2 separate regions of the Strix aluco genome follow, and region 2 is linked to region 1. A link is a contact called in public Hi-C data. All regions are on one chromosome and are shown on one strand. Each heading gives the region's core, a stretch centred on a gene start, on an enhancer-like site or on the middle of the called end of the contact. The rest is flanking DNA. Distances are from core to core; before and after follow the strand shown. Region 1 holds the start of CCDC69 (coiled-coil domain containing 69). Region 2 holds the start of ATOX1 (antioxidant 1 copper chaperone).

Region 1 (5,666 bases), core at 2,117-4,616:
TTCACTCCTCCATTCCCATCTTTCCCCCCTCCATTTTGCTGTGGGGGAAAAAAGAGAATAAAGGACAGTAAGGACAAGTTAACCCATATATTTTTGCTTGGAAAAACACAGGCAGGGGCAGAAATTACTTGAAATCACTGCTGTATCTCAAGATAGCAGCATGCGTGACCTAGATCCCCACCAAACAAATTTGTGACCCTTTTTTGGGCTCCAACACATGCAAGATTCTCTGCAGTTCAAACAGTTTTCTGAGCTATCACACCCATGCAAAGCCCAAGTCACGAGCTCTCCGCAGATCTGGCTGAACACCTTCGATTTGCATTGAAGCAGAGCAGCCAGCGCAGATGGGTGACAGCGTTAATAACTTCCTTAGATCTCATTTACAAAAGCAAACAGATTGCAAATGATGCCTGGGCTGAGGATGCAACCACAGACCACCCTCTCTCCACTGCCTGGGCTGCCCGCTCCACCAGAACCCACTGGGCATCACCACGGGTCTGTTCATTGCCCAAAAAACCTTCCAGCAAAATCTTCTTCCTTTTTTTTTTGTTTTTTTTTCCCAGACTGTGTTTCTGTAGATAAAAGAAACAAAAAATAATTAATTACCCTACCTGTGCTCACGGGACCACCCCGCACACAGACCATGCAGGGCTGGGTCCCAGGTGGAAATCCCACACGCTGGCACCGACCTCGCCTTGTACCCACCCTGTCCTGCCCAGTCCTTACCAGCTGGAACTGGAGAGAGAGCTGAGACACTTCAACAGCTTGCATAAATACTTCTCTTATCCATAAGCTTTTGCAAACACTTTAAATGACCATCGGTACAAATTAACTCGACATTCAGCCAGCTGTTACCCCATTTACGGCAATTCAGCTGAGCATGAGATAAACCCTCCTAGGCTCGCTTTTCCAGGCAAAACCCTCGAGACTTCTCCAGCCGCTGTCGTTCCTGGGGAGAGATCGTGATAACACAGAAAAAGACATCTGGGCAAACTTCAAAACAAGCCGAAGCTGCCCCAGGTGGGTCTGCCCCACACTGCCTCCACTTTCCTGTCTCTGCACGGGCAGAAATCCCCTCGCTGCCACAGTCCCCGTGTCTCCAGCCCTCTGTGAGCAGGCTCCAGCAGCCCCAGCCCCGCGTGCTGCCCGGGTCCCCAGGCTCCTCTGGTTAGGGAGAGGGGGATGAGTTGCTGCAGTGATGAATCCCACCCCTACACCACCATGGAAAGCCCCTGCTTTGCTCGAAAACAGCAGAAGAGTTTCTGGCTGTTTAAGTTTCTGCCCTGCAAAGGGAGCATGTAGTCAGTGTATTGGGGCAGAGGAAGATGAAGCAGGGCTGAGATGGGAGATCTCTCCAGCAGGGACACATCTCGTGCAGCCTGCACAGGAAAGGTTGCAGAAACCGAGAAATTGCTAAAATCGAGCTAAAATAAGAGAGCTTTGGGGCAGTACAGGCAGGGCCTCCAGCAGGCAGCCTCGCAGATGCGCCTACAGGCTGAAGGAAGGATGTAACATGATCTGGTGTGCCCCTTCTCCGAAAGTTAGTGATTTATAGCAGTGCAGGGTTGTAGCTGCCATGGCAGAGCCCACAGCGGCCCTGCGGGGTGCAGGGCTGGGGAGCGGGGTGCTGGAGCCACTCTTGCTGCCCAACCCCATCCCCAAGCCCCAGCTCTGCCTTGCTGGCTTGATGCCTCAGCCTGATGTGACCAAACCCTCTGGTTTTTCTCCACCATTAGCAAAAGAAACCCTACCCAGAGCCCCACTTCATGGCACAGGGGCACCCCCTCAGAGCCCCGTAGTTGAAACCAGAAATTATCACAAGCACACGTGCAAACTGCTGGACCTTCGTGCACCAGCAAGACGTGATGGCAGCTGGACAGGCTCCTTGTCAGCTGCCCACACAGTTGCTTCTGCTCACAGCCACAGCCTCAGCAATGCAAATTCAGCCTGGAAATACTCATGTGCTTTTGTGCTTGCCCCTGTATGGCTTCAGTCTCGAAAGTCTGGACCAGGATTTTTAATTAACCCTGGAGAGGTGGAGACCAGCACCTTGCCCTGATGAGCTTTTTTATCCCACAGAGGATCTACTCAGCCCAAATAAGTACTCTCAGGCAGGGAAGGAGACTTGCCTCATGTATGAAGTGCTGGGAGAGATAAGAACAGACGCTGTCGGTGGTTTCCGAGCGGTGGGAGATGATGCCAGGAAGCTGCTGTGACTCACAAAACGTCATGAAGCTTAAGCAGCACCTACCCACAAGGACGCAGAGAACTGGTCCCACCATTCCCTGGGAGACTTGGGGCAGCCGTGGGCCTGCCCCTCACCTTCCCCACCCTCCTATCCAAGTGATGTTTCACAATTTCCCTGGTCCCAGGGTTACCGAGGCAGAAAAAACACCTTCAAGTCGCACGTGATGGGGTGACCACACACCTCCGCTCCCTCGCTGGCCGGGCAGGCGGTGCCGGAGCGGTGGCGAAACACCAGCGTCCTGGCAGCCCCCGAGCCGCAGGCTGCTTGGACTTGTCCCAGGGGATATTTGGAAAATGTCAGAATAGAAACTTGTTGACAAAAACTGGCAGTGTTTCCATACGGGTACGGCCTCGTGACCAGGTTGAAACACTCCTATTTCAGCAGTGCTGGGTGGCAACGGTTGATTTTTCAGGTCAGAATGTATGTTGATTTAGAAATGTCTATTATTTCAGAGCATTTTAAAAAATCATCAAAACCAAAACATTTGGAGGAACCTGCCTTTCCTCACATTAATTTTTAGACAGGACACTTTCAAATCATTGTGTTTCCCTACATCTTCAGGATCCGTTTCCAAAGTGCAGGATTTACTCCTGGAAAAGGGCACCCTGGCTCCAGGCCCAGCATTTGGGGTGTTTGGGATGCTCAAGCGGGCGGCATTGCCAGGATGCCGTCCCCCCCGACAGTATGGACCACACTGAAAGCCCCCTTCAGCCAGCACAGCTACCCCCTGCCAGAAGAAAACACCCCAAAGCCACCACTTTTACACAACTACCCCAGCACAGGCTGAAACTTCATGGGGTGATGGCAAAAGCCAGGATGGATCCTGCCTTCACTCCTCACATCCCTTCTCCCAGAGGGGCTGGGTGGGCTCACCAATGGAAGCCCCCCCAAGGCAGTCCTGCTCCAGCTGGACCCCAGCCCTGGTACCGGGGGTCCAGCTCCCCTTTCCCCCCACCCAGGATGGGGCATCCTCAGCACAGGAGACCCAAGGGACAGAGCATTCCCGGGGCTGGGGGCGTCCCACTACCCTGCCTGGGAGGAAGCGCCCAGGGCGGGGACACCCTAGGGTGGAGGGTGCCCCGGGCCGGAGCTCCCCCGCCGGGAGCCCAGGGCCAGCCCCGGGGGCGGGCAGGCTGCGGCCGGGGGCCCTGCCCGCGGCTCGGGGGTGCAGAGCACCCTCTCCTGGCGCTGCCTGCGAGCAGCTGCGGGGACTTTTTTTTTTTTTTTTTAATTTTATTTTAATTTTTTTTTTTTTTTTTTTCCCCTGACTGCCAGCTGGGGCAGCTCGTCCCGTCCCGTCCCGTCCCGTCCCGGCGGGTCCCGCCGGGCAGCGGAGGCCGTTCGCCGGGGGGGATGCAGCACCCCGCGCCCCGCGGCTGAGCGGGCTCCCGGCCGCGGCTCCATGGGCTGCACCGGCAGCGCCCTCCGGTGCTGCCCCGCCGGCGGCAAGGTAGCGGCTGCGGGGGCTTTGCTGGGCTGGGCTTGGGCTGGGCTTTGCCTGGGGTCGGGGCTCGCGTGGGGTCTGGGGTCGCGTGGGACCGAGTGTGCGTGTTGTCGGGGTTCACGTGGAGTTGGGGTTCGCAGGGGATGGGGTTCGCGTGGGGATGGGGTTTGCGTGCGGATGGGGTTCGCAGGGGATGGGGTTCGCGTAGGGATGGGGTTCGCGTGGGGATGGGGTTTGCGTGGAGCCCGGCTTGCACCACTGGGGTGGAGGTGTGCTGGGGGCACCCATCATGGATCGTCTTCCCCGCCCTGCCCCGGCTGCCCCCGGCTGCGTGGGACCCCACCAGCGTTGTGGGGGGGAGCCGGCACCGGGCACAGCGGGAGTTGGCAGCCACCTGCCCTGCTGCACCCTCCTGCACCCTCCTGCACCCTCCTGCACCCTCCTGCACCCTCCTGCACCCCTCCGGGCTCTCCCCCCACATCACAGGGAAGCCCAGACTAAAGGGGGTGCAGCATCTGGGGTGACGAAGCCTGTTGGAAATGCAGGTCCCATATAGGGCAGAGGTGGGTTCCCCCAACGAGACCTCTGCCAGCCTCCTACAGCATCCTCCCTTGTCCCAAAAGCTGGGTCCCCCCTTGTGCTGGGTCCCCCCTTTTGGCAAAGGTGACACTTCTGCTGAGGAACATTCTGAGTCCCCAACAGATGTCGGTGCATCGCTCTGCACTGAAGAGCTCTTCTGCGAGTTAAGGTCTAAAAATTATCTGCTGCTCATGATTATTATTTTTTGACGTGCTCATGCTGCCTTAGTGCCCCACCAGCGGCCTCAGGAGTTGTTTGTGAAGTCGAATGTGCTGTGCGTGCTGGTATCGGTGGGTCGGGGTTGCTGGAGGGTGGCAGGGACAGGAGGAAAGTCGGAAAGGCCCCGCAGTGCCAGCGTGTCCCCCTACACGGGTGGCTCTTTGCAGAGGCAGCTGTGGGAGCTCGGCTGCCCGGGACCACGCGGCCGAAGCACAACTCGCTGCTGGGATGTGTGGGGGGAGCCGGCGCGGAGCTTGCACAGCCCTGGAGCCAGCAAGTGCCTTTATTTACAGCACTTGAAGGCTTGGCTGCTTCTCCATATCATGGAAAAAAAAACCCCGCTTCTCTCTGTATCATAAGATCAGACACTTCTGGGCTGGTTTGTGACTCTGAGAGCTCGCACAAATGGGCGTGGGACAGGGAGAAATGGCAGCCCCAAGGCCCCAGGTGTTGAGAGTCACACGTTTACCGAAATGAGGAAATTTAAGTCAGAGTCATTTACCCACAGACGCCTCCCTTCCTGTGCTTGCCCGCTCTTGAGCTCTTCTGCTCAGCCTTGCAGCGCTGCTCACCATGATTTGTGCCCCATAAAACAGCCCTGCTGCTGTCTGTGACTGACTTGCACGTTAATTCCGAAAGCAGCACTGAAAATCCCCTTTATGGCAAAAAGGAGTAAGGGCGGGCATTGAGCCACTCCTGCCCACATTCTCATGTCCAGGCTACCAAAAGGTGGGGTGGGAGACCTTCACCCTCCCACTGCTGCTGGCTGGACTGGCAGAGATGGTCCCTTGGGGATGGGGGAGCCCTCAAACCCCAGGGGCGAGCCCAGGCAGACCCCGGGTGCACATCACAGGGCTGGGGGCTGTCACGGGGCTGACGGCTGCGGAGTTTTTGGGGCCGGTCCCAGGTTGGAGGTGACCTTGGGGAGCCCGTGCTGGGCTGGGTCCGGTGGGTGGATGGCATACCAAGCGCCTCTGCGTGCCCTGGGGGAGGTGGCTTGGCAGCCTTGTCCTTCCCGTCACCGGGCTGCGGGCAGTGAGGCGATAAGGAGCCATGGGCACAAGTGCCACAGCCGGAGCCTGGCCCCGAGCTGGGGGCACTGTCCCCAGGGGGTCCCTTCCCCTCCAGCTCCATCCACCCACACTTGGCCACTCGTGGTCACTGCTTTCCCTTCGG
Region 2 (5,666 bases), core at 1,141-3,640, 160 kb before region 1:
GTGAACGGGCCACGGCCTCCCCCTTGGATGGCTGCGCCTCCTCCGGCTGCTGCAGCCTGCTCTGCACCACAGGTGCTCACCCAGCCTGAGGCCAGGGCATCCATGGCCCGGCACAACTGACCCGCTCACCTGAGAGAAACCACCAGTGAGGGTGGATAAAAGGAGCTTTTCACACTAAAGGGCTCCCGTGCAGCACAGCTGCCGAGGCCACCTCCACCAGAAACAGGCAGAAGGCTGTGGTCAACATCTCCAGGCTGCCCTTCCTTCACAACTTCTGAGCAAAGCAGACAGATGGATCGTCTGCCCCGGACGAAAGATAAGCCAAGCAAGGACCTTTTCTAACCCACCTCGCAAGGCCCAAATAGTCTTGCAGAGGAGGAGAAAGGCCTCGAAGCTCACAGATTCCTCACCAGCAGCTGCAGTGAGGAGAGCAGGAGGGCAAGGGAGCAGACAGTCAGCCTGAGCCAGCCAGCTCCCAGAAGGCCATAGCTTTCCACTTGTTTGTGTCACATCCCATCCCAAATGTACCTATGACATGAAGCAGTCAGAGATATATTTCACCATGTAAAAGTGACTTCTTCCCCACCACCATGTCCCTAAAAGCTGCCTAAAACCCTCCCTGCTATGCCTTGCAGCTAGAGATACAGTCAGTGGACTGGCATGGGGCCATGCTCAGCATTAATATCCTTCCCCCCCACACACCCTGGCTATTTATAGACTAAGCCACATTGCAATCTGCCAGTTCATAAATCAGTAGCGCGGACTTTACCAAGTTTAACATGAGACCAGTGACCCAGCACAACAGCCGTCCAAAATAAACTCTGCCGGGGAGGATCCTAGACACCCCCAGAGCAGTAGGGGACAGATATTTCCTCTTTTATAAAAAGGTCAGTACAACAACAGGGTCCTATGCACATTAAAACGAATGCCCTCACGCCCTCCATGCAATAGAAACTTGCTAGAAAAGGCATTCACATCATCTTTGGCTCAGTCTTCAGGGACTCAGCCTGTTCAGCATCAACTCAGTGCGAGGGGAAGGGTTAGCCAAGGCCAGCCGACATCCCAGGATGCAGCTCCCGTTGGTGTGGTAGCAAATAACCAGAAACACCCCAGTTATTCTTTCTGCCACAGTTTCTTAACAGGGAGACGCTGAAGCCCAGCACGTGGTCAGGAAGTGTTGTCCCCCACGCAGCTCTGCCAGCTCTTCTCAGCCCTGACGTACATCACTGACTCCTTTTCTGGTTACCCGCAGCCTGCCAAAGCACCGGAGCTTCTCCCAGCCCCCACCACAGCCGCCTCCACCTTGACTCAAGTTTTTAAGAAAGAGATCCATTCTCCTTCAGAGACAAATAGCCAGGGGAAAAAAACCCCAACAAACGACCCCAAAGCAGACACGTAAACATTCTCAGGGACCCGCATCCTTTCTCTCAACCTACTCTGAAGCAGAAACCCCCCCAAACCTCTCTCGTTCAATAATCCAGTCTACCAGAGCTCTCCTAAGCGAGTAAATCTCATAACCTCAAAAGACAGAGAGGAACAAGCTTTCTGAAGCAGCCCTGCCAACCCTCGTGCCTCTTGCCCCATCTTTATGACTCTTCCCACCTTCCTCCCGCAGCCGCTTTGTCGCTGTGCCAATCCTTAGCCTGTAAAGCAGGTGGGCAGAGCACCAGGCAGGGTGCTGGCAGCTGTTAGGGAGCCACTCCAAGTACAAACTTTCTCCACCACTTTCTCCTTAACCCTTTCTGCCATCTCGTGCTTTCCGATGGCCTCACTCCCACCTCGGGCTTCATCCTAACCTGGACAGCATCATCGGTCCAGCCACAGCCCCGGCGCATCTCCTCACAAGGGGTGGCAGTACCAGAAAAACGGTTAGAGAAACAACCGCGAGAAGTGGGGCTGCGTTTCAGCAATGAATACTCCTAAGAATTAAATCGCTGTCCCCAAAAGGCTACTAAAACCAATTTGGTCAGTGTTAGGAACGGGCCAAAGAGTGTCCGGACTCCTGCATCCCACAGCCTGAGCCAGTTCACGTCAGGGCAAACAGAAGCCCCCAGCCCCAAACTCCTGCTGTGCTGAAACCGTCTCTGTGCAGCTGCCTCCGACCTCGCTGCCCTCCCTGGGCTTCTCTGCAGCGGATCCCCGTTCCTGGCCCACCGGCGACTTTGCAAAACCTTCTGAAACCCCGACGTCGGTGGAGCTACGGGGTCAGAGATGAAGGCGGCCGGAACGGTTCTGCCCGTCCGAGGTTACCGAGAGGGGCCGGCGTCCTCCCTGCCCGGGGAGGCCGGGCGGCGGCTGCCCCGCCGCTGCCCCGCTGTGCGGGAGGGGCCGAGCGCGGCTCCCCGGTGGGGCTGGGGCCGGGTGGGGCCGCCGGACTCGCCGCCGCCCCGGGGACGCTGTGCGGGGCCGGCGCTCAGGGCCCGGCGCTCCAGGCCCAGCCTCGGCCCTCAGGGGCCCGACGCGGCCCGCCCCTTCCTCCGCGCCGCGCTGAGAGCCGGGAGCCGCCGCCGCGCTCCGCCATGCCGGTGGGTGCCGGGCCCGGGGCGGGGGGGCGGGGGGGCGGGGGGCGGCGGCTCATCGCGGCCCTCGGCCGGCCCCGCACAGCGCCTGGGCCCGGGCCCGGACTGGGTCGGGCACCGGGGCCGAGCCGGGGGCCTGTGTGGGGCCGAGGGGGCCTTGGTGGGGCCGGGGGACATGGCGGGGATGGGCCCGTTGCCAGCGGAGGCGGCGGGGCAAGGAGGGCGCTGCCCGGCACCGGGAGGAGCTGGCGGCCCCCCCCCCCCCCGCAATCACCGGGGCCTGGGGGCATAGTCCGGCCTCCGGGAGGACGGGGGGGGCCCTGTGGCGGGAGCCCTCCCGTCCCAACGCCTCCTTCCCGCACACCGGCCCCCAGAGCACGCAGGGCATTTGTAAAATAAAAATCAAGAAAATGCTAATTACACTGGAAAATCCTAATGGGAACCGCCATTCCTGAACTGCTTTCCCGGGTGAATTGTGCCCGTGAGGGCTTTAGCCTCTGAGTGGTGGGGGGCAAAGGGTGGTTTTGTATAGAAAAAAGTATGGATTGTGGGTAACAGATAAAAAACAGCTTTACTTTTATTTTTTAAGGAAAATAAAAAGCATGTGCAAGAAAAGGAAGTTAGGATCCGTCTGGTGCCAAAGACTGAACACAATGATTAGTGTTACAGGCAAGCACGTTTATGTTGACCCAGTATCTCTCACAGCTCATGAAGGTAGCACTGGGGCCTGGGTGAAGCAATGAAAAACCAGCACTAATGTTCCTTAAATTTCAGTTTTGTTGATATTTTTATGAGTTTATTATGTTGGGGACCCACGGCCTTGTAGACGCAAGAAGAATAGGATGGGCAGGCACCAAAAACCTTGCAGTCTAAGTCAGGACAGCGAGTAGCTGGAGGGAGGACACTTGCTTCTCCTGGGCTTTCCAGGGTAAGTGGAGTGAGTCCAGCAGAGGCCCACAGAGATGGCAACCTGTGCTGACCCTGAAGGTGGCCCTGCTCCGAGCAGGGGCCAGACAGTCTCCAGGGGCCCCTAGGGTTATGCTGTGAGGGACACAACAAGGAAGGAGTACCGAGAGCTCTCGGTTTTGCTGAGGATCCCTTAGTGGCATGTGTGGACCTTTTGGTTGGGAAGGATTTGAACCCACCTCCCCAAGGAAAAAGGCAAGTGTGGAGGACGAGTGCTTATGGTGTGTTGCCCGCTGCACCCTCCCTGATCCCTCGTCTGCCTCTTTTCAGAAACACGAGTTCTTTGTGGACATGACCTGTGAAGGTTGCTCCAATGCGGTCACCCGTGTCCTGCACAGGCTGGGAGGTGAGTCAGTGCTGGGTGTGTGACAGCCAGCTCACCGGAGCAACGCCAGCTCCGGGGCAGGATGTCAGTGCCCTGGGATCCTCCGTTTTGCAAGGGTAGCGCTGTGGGTAAAAGCTGAAAGTGACTGGTTGGAAACCCCTGATCCCTGCTCTGCTCTGAGCCTGCTGCTTAGTAATGAGTTGCTGGTTGTTCATGACATGGAGAAATGTCAAGGGAGGGAGGAGCTGCCATGGCTGCAGGTGGCCGTGAATCACCAGGGCCGCATCCTGAACCCTCTGGGAGCCACACTGGTAGATCCCTGCTCGGGCTGCCAGAAGGAAGGGGTGTCCTGCCAGGTGCTGTTCCCAAGGAAACCCAGGGTATCTGTGGTGCTTCCCTGATGTGTCATCAGTGCCCACGTGTAGAGCTGTCACAGCGAAGAGCTGCTGAGCAGAGCGTTTGGTGGTTGCCTGTACAGCCTATTTTTAATACCACCTGGAAAATTATAACCCATGTCTCCTTTGAGCTGGGATTACCAAGGGAGAAGGAACTGACCCACACTCACCAGTTGTGAGGACCTGTCATCCTGCTCCCCTGTCCTCACCGAGTGAGAACAGCTTTCAGTCACCAAGGAGAAGGCCTTGCAACTTCTTCCAGACCCCGTTACCTGGCTGTGGTGATCCACTTTCTCTGTGTGGTTGTCAGCACCTCCACCACTCTTCAGCATGCTTGCCAGTATCAGCCTCATGTGATGACGTGGCAGAGCTCTCAAAGCTGAGACATACCTGCAAGTTTTGTGGAAATAGGTGGCTGGATAGAGACTTCATGTCCAGTTCCTTTCACTGGGCTAAGAGTGGCTCACCCTTACTAGCCACTCGGAAATCCACATGGGAAAGTGTCTTTTCCCTCCCTCCTCCTGTAAGCTGGTACCACCACTGAGGAAACCTGTCCTGACCCTGTCCTAACCCCTACGCTAACTGCCTCGTTAGTGACTATCCATGCTAAACCACGGCACAGGCTGAGCTGGTTGGAGATTATAGTGATTGGTTTAAACTCAGCTCATTCTGGTTGTTGCATGAGTGATTGTGTTGATCCAGGGTGGGGTGAGCAGATTTCAAGTAGTTGAGAATCAGTGCTGCCCGATGCAGATCGATAGGAGACCTGGCTTCCTTCATACCACTGCTGGCAAGATACCAGTTTAGTTTTGCTGGGTGGTGGTGGGATCAGGGGCTGCTGGCAGGAGGCACCCATACATTTGACTGATGGCCTTGGGAGCACGAATGTGTGAATCACAGAATCATTCAGATTGGAAAAGACCCTTGGGATCATTGAGTGCAACCATCAGCCCTACTCTACAAAGTTCTCCCCTACACCACATCCCCCAACATCTCATCCAAATGACCCTTAAACACACCCAGGGATGGTGACTCCACCCCCTCCCTGGGCAGCCTATTTCACTGTCTGACCACTCTTTCTGTGAAAAATTTTTTCCTAATATCTGGTCTAAACCTCCCCCGTTGCAGTTCAAAGCCATTCCCTCTTGTTCTATCGCTAATTAACTGTGAGAAGAGACCAGCACCAACCTCTCTGCAATGTCCTTTCAGGTAGTTGTAGAGAGTGATGAGGTCTCCCCTCAGCCTTCTCCTCAAACTAAACAGTCCCAGCTCCTTCAATCACTCCTCACAGGATTTATTCTCCAGGCCCTACATGGGGATTATCATCTCCCTACTTCTGCTGGTCACACTATTTCTAATACAAGGTGAGTTTTCCCCATGCTCACACCCTTTAGCTGCTTCTAGCTATGCAAGTTTTTTTTTTTTCTTTCCTTGTAGGTGTCCAGTTTGATATTGACCTGC

The links. Hi-C and Micro-C count contacts between places; a contact is called where the count stands out from the background.
Region 2: a Hi-C map of heart shows a contact between it and region 1, with 8 times the contacts expected there. The contact joins the promoter of ATOX1 here to the promoter of CCDC69 in region 1. A contact is called at or near these places in 2 of 2 Hi-C or Micro-C datasets (brain and heart).

Annotation. Positions count from the first base shown.
Region 1 is chr13:6,977,884-6,983,549 of bStrAlu1.hap1, reverse strand. It overlaps CCDC69 (coiled-coil domain containing 69), which reads left to right and starts at 3,366. Exons shown (of 9, transcript XM_074838095.1): 1 at 3,366-3,698. The coding sequence starts at 3,651.
Region 2 is chr13:7,139,032-7,144,697 of bStrAlu1.hap1, reverse strand. It overlaps ATOX1 (antioxidant 1 copper chaperone), which reads left to right and starts at 2,390. Exons shown (of 4, transcript XM_074838812.1): 1 at 2,390-2,525; 2 at 3,756-3,831; 3 at 5,643-5,666. The coding sequence starts at 2,520.